Regions from separate parts of the Capsicum annuum genome. Here region 1 is linked to region 2. A link is a contact called in public Hi-C data. All regions are on one chromosome and are shown on one strand. Each heading gives the region's core, a stretch centred on a gene start, on an enhancer-like site or on the middle of the called end of the contact. The rest is flanking DNA. Distances are from core to core; before and after follow the strand shown.

Evidence for each region. Hi-C and Micro-C count contacts between places; a contact is called where the count stands out from the background.
Region 1: a contact with region 2 is called in a Hi-C map of leaf, with 2.9 times the contacts expected there. The contact joins the promoter of LOC107857556 here to the promoter of LOC107857557 in region 2. A contact is called at or near these places in 2 of 5 Hi-C or Micro-C datasets (leaf and placenta).

Annotation. Positions count from the first base shown.
Region 1 is chr10:65,571,717-65,578,530 of UCD10Xv1.1, reverse strand. It overlaps LOC107857556 (UDP-glucuronate 4-epimerase 3), which reads right to left and starts at 5,009. Exons shown (of 1, transcript XM_047397945.1): 1 at 3,251-5,009. The coding sequence starts at 4,676. The coding sequence ends at 3,384. It overlaps LOC107857554 (40S ribosomal protein S13), which reads left to right. Exons shown (of 5, transcript XM_016702350.2): 5 at 638-943. The coding sequence ends at 638.
Region 2 is chr10:65,243,106-65,250,249 of UCD10Xv1.1, reverse strand. LOC107857557 (transketolase, chloroplastic) reads right to left here and starts at 1,296. Exons shown (of 7, transcript XM_016702352.2): 1 at 721-1,296. The coding sequence starts at 1,203.

The DNA of each region.
Region 1 (6,814 bases), core at 3,760-6,259, 320 kb before region 2:
TCGAGGGGATGATAGGCGTCATTTAGTTTCTTGTTTGAGATTGTGACATTGAGACTTGTTATTTGTGGTATACTTTTGGTTTAGCTATGTCATAATTTTCATCTTGCCAAATTCTCAGTAAAGCTAGAAATGCTGGAATCTGGATAGTGGTTATATGCTGCTCTCTGGTACCGTTGACCTGTGTCAGCTTATTGGTTAGCCTTTATCGTTCAACAGTCCCTAGTAAATTTCTGATTCTCTTTCCTTGACTATCCCGATTGGGTGTTCTTAATGTTCTGTATTGCAGTTACAGAAACAGAAAAATATGAGTTTCCGCTCAATGAACTGCATTTGTATTGTTACTGGCTTTTCTAGGCTTGTATGAAAAATATTATAGGCTTGTATAATGCATTTTGCATAGTGGCTTTACTTTGACAGTTAAATTAGTAAGGTCTTGATCCCTCCAAAAAAATGTTTTTCCTTAGTATTCTATGGTGATCTAGCTGCCTATACTAGTGTAGAGTTGTCCGAAGTGTGACAGTCCAGCTCCTGCAATCATTTGCTGTTAATTATGGTGTTTAGGTTAGTTTGTGGCTGCCTTGGTTATTTCATTGGATATTTTGGCAGATCTCGATAACCCTCTTTACCTGATATGTAGGTGATGAGAAAAAAGTAGCTTCCCTTCATGCTGAGTGTGAACTGATTTTGGGCTGCTCTTAGACCAGGAAGATTGCATGTGAATGTCGAATAGTTTGTCGATGCAACTTACCTAGAACTTTTTTGCATATGTTGAGGCAGCAAGTACTTCAAAGCTTTTCTGGATGAGGTTTAATGCATGAAGGAGCTTTGGTTCAAGTCTTTAGTATCACCAGAAGAAAAGAATATCAAGGATGAATTTGATCAGCAAGATTGATTGCCACTTACAATTTATATTGATATAAATTTGAGTCCATGGTTTGTGCAATGGAACTACTACTGAAATATCCTCAACAAAATACATGAGGCATCAAGCAAAGTGGGCGAAATCGAACTTTGCCCCATTGCCAAACTGAAATGGGCAATTAGTAGGCATTTTGGTTGAAACTCAAACAGAAAAAAGGAGAGTTTTTGAACAGTTTATTGTTTCCGGGGTGACTTCCAAAGCGGAGGTCGCGGTATCGATCCCCCCTAAGGTCTCCTCAATCTAGCTTGTCGCATAGGATTTACCTAGTGCGGTTTACATCTCCTGTGTGGTTTACGAGCGATTGCACAGTGAGGGGTTTACCCAGTGTGCACAAAATGCTCACTTGAAGGGCAGAGGTTGTAGCGGTTGTAGGTTTTTCTAGCGTTTCCAAAACAAAAAACCGGGGGGGGGGGGGGGGGGGGGGGGGGGGGGAGGGGACGAAATTTACAAGAATAAGGGACATATTGTAAACCTTCATGTTCCTTCTGGAAAGGGAAATTTAGATTTAGATTTAGTCATAGTTTATACAAATATTATAGCTCCAAGGACACTGCAGCAGTAACGCAAACAAGAGAAACGCACTCTCTGGATATACCATTAATGGCTCAATCTGTGTCATTTTTTTTTTCTTTTTTTCGGGATAATAATACGGTATTATGTAATTAGAGAGAAAAAAATAGAAGTTTATCCCGCTTCTACTACATGATTAATTTCTGTTTCTTTTTTACCCCAACACAAGTAAAAAGGTAGAGAAAGAAACAAGTTCAATTCATTTTTACGTTTATAGGATGACAAGGACCAGATTTTGTATGACTAGTTTTATTAGGATATTATTTGCCAATTACTGAATGTGTCTCTGTTATGAATAAGACAGAATAAGCAAATTATAAGCAAACAAAAAAATAAGAACACAAATTTACGTGAAATTCCTTGCGGGAAAAACCACGGGCAGAGGCAGAGGAATTCATTATAATGAGGAGTACAATATGGAAACGATCGTCTCAATTTCGTGTATATGAGAACAATTCGAAATAGTCCACTAAACGCACTTATACAATACAGGTCCATACCACTACAGACCCCATGAAAAATCATAAACACGGGTAGACCCCATGAAAAATCACAAACATGGATCGCACCACAAACTTTTTAGGATCGGATCAACAAAATTTGGGTTACAACTCTAGCAGTCTCCCACTTTACACCTTTCCTTACCTTCCACGCTGGCTCCAGAAGCAATGGAAAAAATGCTGATGCAACTGGAACAAACCACTAGTTTCAAAGCTCCAATAAGGTATGAGAGGGTAACCACAATACACTAATAACATTTGCTGCTGCTTCTTTTTTATCGGTGCCCTGACGACCGGGGAAACAGTGAGGCAACAGAAAACGGCCACTAGTTGTCAAAATTTCAATATGCTATCGAGAGGGCTATCAAAGTCTACCGATAGTGTTTGCAGTTATTTCTTCCCTTTCAACATACAAGCAATCGGTCGTGAAACTTTCTTCAGTAAAAGTTCATTCTGGTTATATTGGTATCTCTCTTTCTGCTTTTACTTATTCTTAAAAAGTCAGAAATAAAAGGAAGAAGTACACACATATAACAACTTGCTGACATAAAACCAGACGGTTAGCTTAGGATCAACGGTAATCCTCACAAAATACTTACAGCTAGGTCAACCCTAGGCGCTTCAAAGATGAACGGTAAGCCTCACAAACGGTAATTGTCATCTTGCTTCTTAACTACATGCCAATATTTGTTATCATCTTTAGTTATACATAATGGCTAATCCTTTCCTCCAATCTCCACAGAAGGAAATTTTAGAAAGAATAGAGAAAGCAGCCAATACATTCATCTATTGTTACTACTCTGAACAGTTAACTTTTAAAAATGTAGAATCTTTCATCTGAGAGCCAAAATAAGATGTGTAACACTTCAGAAATCATGTACACAGAATGATCACGGAGATAACAAGATAAGAAAGGAATAGATATTCAAAAAATAGTGCAAAATGGAAAACACCAAATAGACATACTTAGAACACAAGATTATGCTCTGATAAGACAGAGACATTCAAGCCAAGTGTGATATACACAAATAGTTCTAACATGGAACTATCATCTGCTACTATTATTATAATTTAATAAAGATTATACATGTCCATTGTCCATAATCAGCAGCTGTCAATCAATTATGAAATCCTTTAAACTACAACAATGGCATTCCTGGAACTGGTAAAAAGTTGGTTTCAGGTTGCATTTGATACAGATTAAATTGCCTGGAAAACAATGTCCATCAATCACACAACTTAATCGTGGGATCGTATATGCTCCTTGAATCGCATCATTAGAATATTTGAAATCAATAAAATAGTGCAATACATGTATGCTCAAACAATAACAAGAATGAAAATGAACAAGAATTGAACTCCTACCACACAATTGAAAGAATGTATGATCACTAGGCACTCTTCTTTCCATCACCATAGTAACTGATGTACCATCGAACAAATTTCTTCAGTCCTGTCTGCAGATCTGTTGTAGGCTTATATCCAAGTTCCCTTTGGGCAAAGCTTATGTTTGCATGAGTAAACGGCACATCACCATTCCTTGGCAACTTCATCACTGATCTTTTAGCCTTTACCTTTAGCAATCTTTCCAAAATGCTGACAAGATCAGAAACAGGCACAGGAGAAGTGTTGCCCAAATTGAACATCCGCAATTGAGCAGGGCCTTTCTTTTTCCCACCACTTCCGGTGCTTTCTTCAGCCGTGTCCAATGCTCCCAAACAACCCTTTACTATGTCATCAATGTAGGTAAAGTCCCTAGCAACAGTGCCATGATTAGCTGCCTCAAAGATGGATATTGACTGTCCCTTCAAAATATCCCTTGTGAAAAAGAAGTAAGCCATATCTGGCCGACCCCATGGTCCATAAACCGTGAAAAATCTCAATCCAGTTAGTGAAAGCCCATATATATGATTATAGGTATGAGCAATTTCCTCACCAGCTTTTTTAGTTGCAGCATATAGACTAGCAGGCTGGTCTGTTCTATCCATCTCCGAAAAGGGTACTTTAATATTCATTCCATAAACAGAACTTGATGATGCCCACACAATAGCAGGTTGAGGATTAGCATTTTTGCAAACCTCAAGGAGATTAACCAAGCCAGCAATGTTACTATGCACATATGAGCTAGGATTTTCCATGGCATACCTTACACCCGCTTGTGCAGCCAAATGCATCACATGACTAAATTGAGCAACGTCAAATAATTTCTTCAAGAAGGTGACATCATTGATGTCACCTTCTACAATGTAAACCCCTGCATGCTCTAATAGAGATTGCCGAGCTCTTTTTAGAGACGGATCGTAATAGTCATTGAAATTATCCAACCCCACTACGCCATCACCACGACGTTTTAACGCAGCTGAGACATGTGTTCCTACAAAGCCAGCAGCACCAGTCACCAAAACAGAAATACCATTTCTTGACCTGACTTTTGCTGAGGACTTAATCCTTTTTTCCCAAGCTGGGCCATCATACGAGCTGGTTCTAAGAGATCGTCTCGAGAGATCTGAACCGGCAGGGGACGACGAGGATGGTGATCTGAAAAAGCATACAAAGATCAAGCCCAAGAAGACAAATGACCAAAATGTGAGCTTGGCTACAGAAAAATATAGCCTGAGCCTATTGTAAGGGGATTTTTCCTTTAACTTTCCTGGGGTTGATGGAATATTGTCAATGTGCTTCATTTGTGATATTATTCTTGGGAAATCTTGAAGGTTTCAGCAACTTTTCTTGAAAAATGCTAAGTAAGTGTTAGGGTTTGGAAAATTCCCCCATTTTCCCCCCCATTTGTGATATTTTTGGGTAGTTGAAATGGAGAAAAGAAACAAGGGGGAAAAAGGGGTGGCAATGACGGAGCTGGATAATATGGAACTTTAGCCCCTTTATTTATGGGAACCTAATGGTTTCTTGAAAGAACTGTTAATAGGTTGTTGTTGGAGGATGATGATTCATTAGGAAAATGGGTGATTGGAGAGAGAGAGATTGGGGATGTGCACTGAGGGTTCGTTTGGTAGAGTGTCTGCATACATTTTAATTTAATGTGTATTATTAGTACTTTTTTTGATATATTTTATTAGTTTATGTATAATTAATACAAATAATAATTATATACTCTATTGTGTATTAAGATGTGTATCACTAATATCTTAAAATGCATAATATTAGTAATATAATGGATCTTACGCATTCATTAATATGCTTAAAGATCCTATTACCCTTCAAAAAAAATTTCGCATTCTTTCCAACATATATATTAAGGGTATTATGTAAAAAATTTTTTTTTTTAGAAATTATGTAATTAATTTTTTTAATACATCGAACCAAACACTGCATAAGAAAAATATAAGCATAACTAACAGCAGGGGTGTACATAGGTCGGGTTAGTTTGGTTTTTTATTGAATAAAAACCAAATCGATTGTGTCGTTTATTAAAACTATAAATCAAATCAAACCAACATAAAATCGGTTTTTTCGGGTTAGGTTTTAGTCGGTTCTTGCGGTTTTTTCGAGTATTCTCATTTTTCTTATAATCTTTATTTTTTATAATTATATTGTGATTGAAAAGTAGATCAAATATGTTTTCACTCATGTGCTAGCTAATGGAAAAACTCAATTATGAAAACTAAGGAGCGAAAAACTCTCTTGAAACTAACAAATAAGATGAAGAGTGAAGAGTTTAAGTTTTAAGTTTATATTGAGTTTTGGATCATTTTATTAGCATATATATATACATAAACTTTCTAAATATTGAAAATTAATAAAAGTAATTGAAAAAGTAGATTATAAATTTTATGTATAAGAAGTTAAATTATATATATATATATATATATATATATATATATTAGGTTTAATTTGGATTTGATTTGATTTTTTTTTGTTAACACCAAACCAAATCAAGAATGATCGGGTTTTTTTTTCAAACGCCAAATCAATCAAACCAAATCATAAGTTGATTTTTTTTTCTCGGTTTGATTTGGTTCTTTGATTTGGTTTGACTTGATGGTTTGATCTATACACCCCTAATTAATACAAATATTATATTTTATTATAAATATTATTAATATAAGCATTACTAATACATCATATTTTACATAATTTTATACACTCGCCAAAACGACCGCTAATTGGGGAGGGACAAAGAATGAGGTTTGAAGAATTTAGTAAAAACAGAATAACGAAGATTTGAGGTGGACTAGTAAGGAAATCCAGCTGAAAGTCAAACAACAATGTAATTAATGAAATTATATAAAATTTTATTATTTTTTTAGAAAAATTTAATACAAACTATTATTCCTTGTTCATTTATCCCGTTTAGAATAAATTATTTAAAATTACAACTTTATTTTATAGTACTACACAATATCATAAATTTCTAAAATAATAATAAATATCTCATTTTTATAATTTCTCTCTTTATAATTCATGTATATGATTCTATTTTTACAATTTCTTTCTCTATAATTCACTTACGTAACTCTATTTTTCATTTATACACTTTTTTATCTTATAAAATATGTACAATCAAGGAACCACATTCAAGAGGTTATCAAGTTTGAATACAAAACTGAAAAATCCTAGAGCAAAACTCAAGCGACTTTTGCATATCCTCCGCGTCAAGAAAGCAATTACAATAAACTGTTCTAGCTAACAACTGGCTGTGGGATGGTTCAATGAATCTTTTTTAATTGATATGGAGATACTTTATTAGGCTTTCGATTTTCCCCTCGTAGCTTATTAGAGAGAACTAGATGTATTTGGCCCGTATTGAGTTCGGACTCAAAATTAACATTAAATTTTATATTTGTAATTTTTTTTTAATCTT
Region 2 (7,144 bases), core at 47-2,546:
TTCAGTAACACTCAAATCATAATATAACGGAACTGGACTATAGATGGTCATTTAAACAACAATATCTATACCAACTTTAAAGATCATTAATCCTCCAATAGAAACTTAAAACATCAGCAGTTATTGTCCAAAATGTCCTCAATTTCAAACAATGATTTATAAAAAATCACCCCAAAGTTGAAACCTTTTCTTCCGATGAAGAACTATCCATCCAATTCTGAACGTAAAATAGCAAGACAGAGGATGAATTACGAAATAAAAATTGCTGGCATGTGTTAATTGTCCAAGGTGTAAAATGTATAGGATGGATGAGATACTAATAAAGATACAGTTTTGAAATAATATGGCACCTTTGAAATTTCAAGATTCAGACCAGTCGATCTTTGATCATAATCTTTCATATATCTTTTAAACATCTTCAGTTGTCTATCATTGTAACTTATAATAATTTTTTTGAAGTAGTTTTCAATATATAAATTTTGTTTCAAAAACTTTAAACATTACACCCTGAATTCATGGTCAAAATTAAACTGTTTGAATCTCGAAATTCAAACTATGCCACAGAAATTGAGACATAGTAAGAGTAATCGATAATAATGTTCATCTGATTTTCCCTTTACATTGAAAATATTTTCTGCAATTCACGTAACAAACACATTTTTTTCACCTACAAAACAAACCAATAGATCAAACATAATATGAGACGAGGGAGAATTAGACCTGAACAGAGTCATAACCAGCGAGGTGGAGAAGAGCATATTGAAGCATACAACCATGACCAGCAGATAGAACAAATCGGTCACGATTAAACCAGTAAGGATTCTTTGGATTATACTTCATGACTTCATCGTACAATATATGACCCATTGGAGCACATCCCATCGGCAAACCCGGATGACCCGAATTAGCCTTTTCAACAGCATCAACAGCCAAAAATCGAATAGTGTTTACAGATTTCTCAACAAGTGCAGCATCAGTTTTCTCCAAAGTCTCTACAGCTGCGGAGGCGCGAACAGAAAGCTGCTGTTTAGTGAAGGATGTGGAGGGAAGAAGAAAACGGCGGTGGGAGGAAGTGAAAGGGGTGGATTTAAGGCCAGAGAAAATGGGGAAAGAAAGAGAAGGAGAGGAAGAAGACGAAGAGCCATGGCGAGGGAGAGAAGGAGAAAAGATAGCTTGAGAGAGAGTGAGAGAAGATGAAGCCATGGCTCTATATGGAATTTGTCTGTTGAATGAGGAAGATGAGGATGAGAGAGTTTATATTACTTTATATAGTAAGTGTCAATAAGAGGTTCAACATGCCTGTTTGCGCTAATTTCAATTGTTTCAATTATAATTTTATTATATTATTTTTAAAAATTTATGATATCAAATAAAATTATAAAATAATTGATATGTCTATTTATATTGCATGTTTTAATAGTAATTTTATTTTATTATTCTAAATTAATTACTATAAGTTATTTAAATATTAAAAAATGTAGTATTAATAAAAAATATAAAATTAACAAAAAATTACTAAATTAACTTTCAGACGTGATTGCTTGTGTTGCTTGCTTCAGTTGCTTCAATAGTAATTTTAATAAATTATTCTTAATTAATTATTATAAGTTATTTAAGCATTAAAAAATTTGTGAAATCAAATAAAAATATAAAATAATCGACATTCCTACTTGTGTTGCCTACTTCAATTACTAGATTACTTCAAGTTAATTGCTATAAGTTATTTAAGTATTAAAAAAATTATAATATTTAATAAAAAATATATTACTATATATAATAAGTGTCAATAAGCAGGCACGTCTTCGACATGCCTGCTTGTGTTGCTTGCTTCAGTTGCTTCAACCATAATTTTACTATATTATCCCTAATTAATTACTATAAGTTATTTAAGTATTAAAAAATTTGTGATATCAAATAAAAATATAAAATAATCGACATGCCTACTTGTGTTGAATGCTTCAATCGTAATTTTACTATATTACTCCAAATTAATTACTATAAGTTATTTAAGTATTAAAAAAATTATAATATTTAATAAAAAAACATAAAATTAACAAAAAAATGCTAAATTAACTTTAAAACATAGTTGTTTGTGCTGCTTCCTTCAGTTGCTTTAACCATAATTTTACTAGATTACCCCTAATTAATTACCATAAGTTATTTAAGTATTAAAAAATTTGTGAAATCAAATAAAAATATAAAATAATTGACATGTCTACTTGTGTTGCCTGCTTCAACCGTAATTTTACTAGATTACTCCAAATTAATTACTATAAGCTATTTAAGTATTAAAAAAATTATAATATTTAATAAAAACTTTAAAATTGACAAAAAATACTAAATTATTTTTTGTTTTTTTAAATTAACTTGATGTGTTATATGATGCCTATTTATGCTTTTTTCACAAGTGTTTTTTATAGTAATTTTATTATATTACTTCTAATTAGTTCTTATAATTTATTTAAGACATGAGTTTTTCGCTGCTTCAATCGTAATTTTATTATATCACCCCTAATTATCTATTATTATCGCATTAGAAAATTAATAATATTTCATAAAATAGACACAAAATGATGAGTTAATATAAAACATATGATTGACTATCAAAATTATATTACTTCCACATAAGTCAACTTTTGAAATTATATCAGTGTCACTTGAATTGAAATATAAGAAATAGTATTATAAATCACAATAATTAAAATTATTTTAATAATTAATTATCTAAATTATATTTGTGTCACATTAATTGAAATTAAAAAAAATAACATCTATTAAGCCCGTGCTACACGGGCCTTCAATGTCTAGTATTATATATATTGGGGAAGTACAATTTGGATGGTGTTTTTGTGGATTAAATTGAAAATGTGAGCCGTTGGTTAGCTCTTGGAGAGAAAGGGTTAAAACCTTAAAACCACTACAGAAAAAATTAAAAAAGGATATAGAATATAACTATGATGAAAAAGATAAAAAACAAGTCCAAAAAATAAAATTACTTTGTAGAGAATTACCAAAATTACAATTTCCAGATGAAAATAGAAAATTTATATATATAGTAGAAGCAGATGCAAGTGAATATAGCTACGGAGGAGTACTTAAATATCGATATGAAGCAGAAAAAATAGAACACCATTGTAGATACTACTCAGGTACGTTCAACGAAACAGAAATAAAATGGGAAATAAATAGAAAAGAGTTATGTTCATTATATAAGTGTTTATTATCATTTGAGCCATATATTGTATATAACAAATTTATTGTACGAACAGATAATACACAGGTACGTTGGTGGCTAACAAAGAAAATACAAAATTCAGTTACAACAAAAGAGATTCGAAGACTAGTTTTAAATATATTAAATTTCACATTTACAATTGAAGTGATCAGTACTAACAAAAATGTTATTGCAGATTACATATCAAGACAAAGCTACACAGACTGATATAGTAGAGGAAGATACTCTAGAAAAAATACTTAACACCCTAACTACGCTTTCTATGAAAGTGGACAGTATGGGTAATGAGATAGAAAAGCTAAAGACTAATGAAGATAAACTGAAGTCTATAGCTACAAATCAGCTAACTCAGCAGAGTGCAGAGCTATGTCGATCGGAAGACATTAAAAGTCCAGAGCTAGAAGGAGACGTTGGGACACTCCATAAAACCCATAACATCTATCAATCTACTTCTGCAGGTACAAGCAAAGGAGTTAATAGGCCAAGATACCAGAATGCAAATATGAATAAAATATTTGAAAAACCATTTACCCCCAAAACACAAAAAGACCATTTATTCATACCCCCACAAGTTAACACATACCGAGACAGCCTAAACCAAGACAAGAAAATATACAACTACACAGCCCAAAAATACATAGAAAATATATATAGAGTCCAAACCTTTCTAAACCATAACCCCAGAGCTACAGATATCAAAGAACCAAATACCAATTATATAACCCAAAAATTACAAGGATACAATAAACTAATAGCACTACCCAAAACTAACCCAAGCCTAGTTAAAACTTGTTTTGACTATGGACTACTAAATACCATATACACCCAAGACGGAGAAGAGCTAACAGCTATGGAAGAATTATATAAGATATTTACTACCTATAAAAGAATAACAAAAGGAAATTTATTTTATATAAAATGTTATACTGCACCAGCAGAGATATTATATGATGAGATAAAACTATTGGATAAAATCCTATCAACTCTTCCTATAGGAAATGTCCAAGACTTGATTTTTCCAACTAATCATTCATCTGCAGCGATAGCCGATCCTATGTTGGAAAAAATCTAAACAATATTAACCGTTGATAACTGTTTCAATAGATCACTCATGTGTTGCAACAATGTGTGACCTGCTGCACAGACCATTCATCTTTCTTAATAGATGAGTGATATGTTTTGTATTATCGTAACAGATTACTCAGCTATTGTTGTAGGTTAGTTAACTGCTATGACAGATCACTCATATGTTACAACAGATGTGTGATCTGTTGCACAAACCATTCATCTTTCTCAACAGATGAGTGATATGTTTTGTATTATCGTAATAGATTATTTAACTGTTCTAACAGATCACTTATATGTTGCAACAGATGATGTCACAATAGTTGTGTGATCTGTTGAATAGACCATTCATCTGTCTTAAAAGATGAGTGATATGTTTTGTATTGTTGCAACAGATTACTCATCCGCTACAATAGTTTGGTTATATACTGCAATAGATATACTACCTGGTGCAACAGATCGGTGATCTGTTGCAATTGTTATTTTACTGTTTTGCTTGTTTGATTTACTGTTATCCTTTTTAACGATGCATTAATCAACAATAATATATTATTTTATGTTCCTGCTAATTTTAGATAATATGGTTCCCAAAAGAACAAAAATTGAATTAAGTCCAAGTAAAGGAATAAGTGAAGCAGCTAGGCTACATCCACCACTCTATGAACTTGCTTTACAAGCGTTATCTCAATCGGGAGCAGAATATGATGAACACGGGAAGAAAGGATGTTTCAAAAGAGATGATGTAGATGCTAATAGCCCTTTCACCGAAAAGCTGGTCAAAGCCTTCAGCATTGATCGTTATCCTGTGAGAATGCAGTACGATAGTGTCGCAGATTTAACGGGTCATTTCGTGGTTAAGTTAGCCATGGAAAAATCTTTCGACACCTTCAGAAGAATACTCCGAGAATAAAAATTGGATGCTTATTTTAGGGATAACTGCTTTGAGAAATATCTTGATTTGCCGGAGAACAACAATGCTCGTTTCCAAATGAAAATGGTCTATGAACTTCTTAAGAGTAGGTTTAGGTATGAAAACAAAGATAAGATAGATGAGGTGTGGATAAATTATTGTGGCATGCCTGTTTGTTTTGGTTGGAAGGAGTTTGCCATAGTTATTGGACTAAAATGTTATCCTCTTTCTCAAGTTATACCTATTCTAATCGGAAAAAAAACACCCCGCACACCCAAAAAAGGTAAAGAAAAGTCATGTGATCGTGATGAACTGGTGTCCATTATTGGTCCAAGCTTTAAAAATAAAAATTTAATAGAAGCATTGAAAGGTAAAGGACTTTCAAAGAAGCACAAACAACCATTGTGCTTGATTTAGTTTGTACATAATATTCTTTGGGCGAGAGACGTTAACAACAACATAAGCCTCGCTTTAATAAAACTCTTCAAGGATTTTGATGCGTTTAACAACTATCCTTGGGGGTATGAAAGCTTCAAAATGACTGTCAAATTTTTGTTGACTCCGTTAGCGCCAAAGACAGTCAACTTATATGGCTTTCCATGGGTTTTCATGGTAAATATTTCTTTCTTCTATTATGATATCATTAATTTTATTTGCTCAATAATGGTTTTGATTTATTGGCATTATTTTATAGGCTTGAGCGTTTGAAGCCATTCCTTATTTGAGACAACAAGTGAACTACCAGGAAGAAGTTTCCTGTCCAAGAATCTTGAGACGGTTGTCGGCCAAAACTGATAAATATACAAAATTTTTTGATCTCTTTAACCCCTCGAAAGATGCAGTAAGTATAATTATAATTATTTTTTCTTTTAATTAATGATTTTTTCGAATGATCTAATCATCATTCTAATATATGTAATGATTTATGTTAGATTGTGCATCTGTCGCTTGTTCCGACCAATCAAGAGTTGATGAGGCCATTTTTCCTTACTTTACGGTCTGTGAAAACTTTATCGGACCCTAAGGTCATCTACAGAAAAAAATGAAATTGTTTGGAGCAACAACCATTATAAGAAAAATAATTTTGGAGGGTGGACTTATTGTTATTGATGATCTTAGTGGTGATGGACCTATTGGTGGTGGTAGTGGTGCTGCTTTTGGTGCTAATGATGCTCCTCTTATAGTATTTAAAGCAAACCATTATGAGTATGATCATACTGGTTATACAAATTTTGCTTTTCCCAGTGAATGTTCTACATAAAATGTCAAGATTGCAGGGTGAACCATGATGTAGTGATTAATGCTATTAATACATTAACTGCTTCTGTAAAGGAATTGACACCTAAGAGGGGTCTCATTCTATCAAAGAGGATTTTATTTCCATCCGCTCCATTAGAGATTAGGGCTACGAGGAGAAGGAGAGTGATTTCCAGGACATTATCAAGCATCCAAAAAAGCAAAATTGCAAATACTCTGTCTGTGTGTTACACTGAGCAACGTACAATGTCCAAAAGAGAGCAGCACGAGCTGAAAAAGGTGAATATATTATATGTCTTCCAACTGATAAAACAAACAGACACATATCTGTTTCAACAGATGACACATCTACTGAAAATTATCAAACAGATATACAACTGTTGTAACAGTTGACTAACCAGTTGCACCAGATAAATATATGTCTCGTCTATTTTAGCAAATCAAACAACTCTTTGTACCACTTTTATTTGTACCAACAGACGACCTATCTGCTGCAACAGATGATTTATGTATTACAACAAATTGTTCATTCATTGGAAATTATCGCACAGGGTCTTCCTCATGTAGAAAATTATCCCAATAGTTGATTTATTATTGCAACAGAAATATAATCTGTTTGGGAAAATTTAAAACGGGAGGAAGACCTGTTTGATTTGCTAGAAGAGATGAGTTATTCT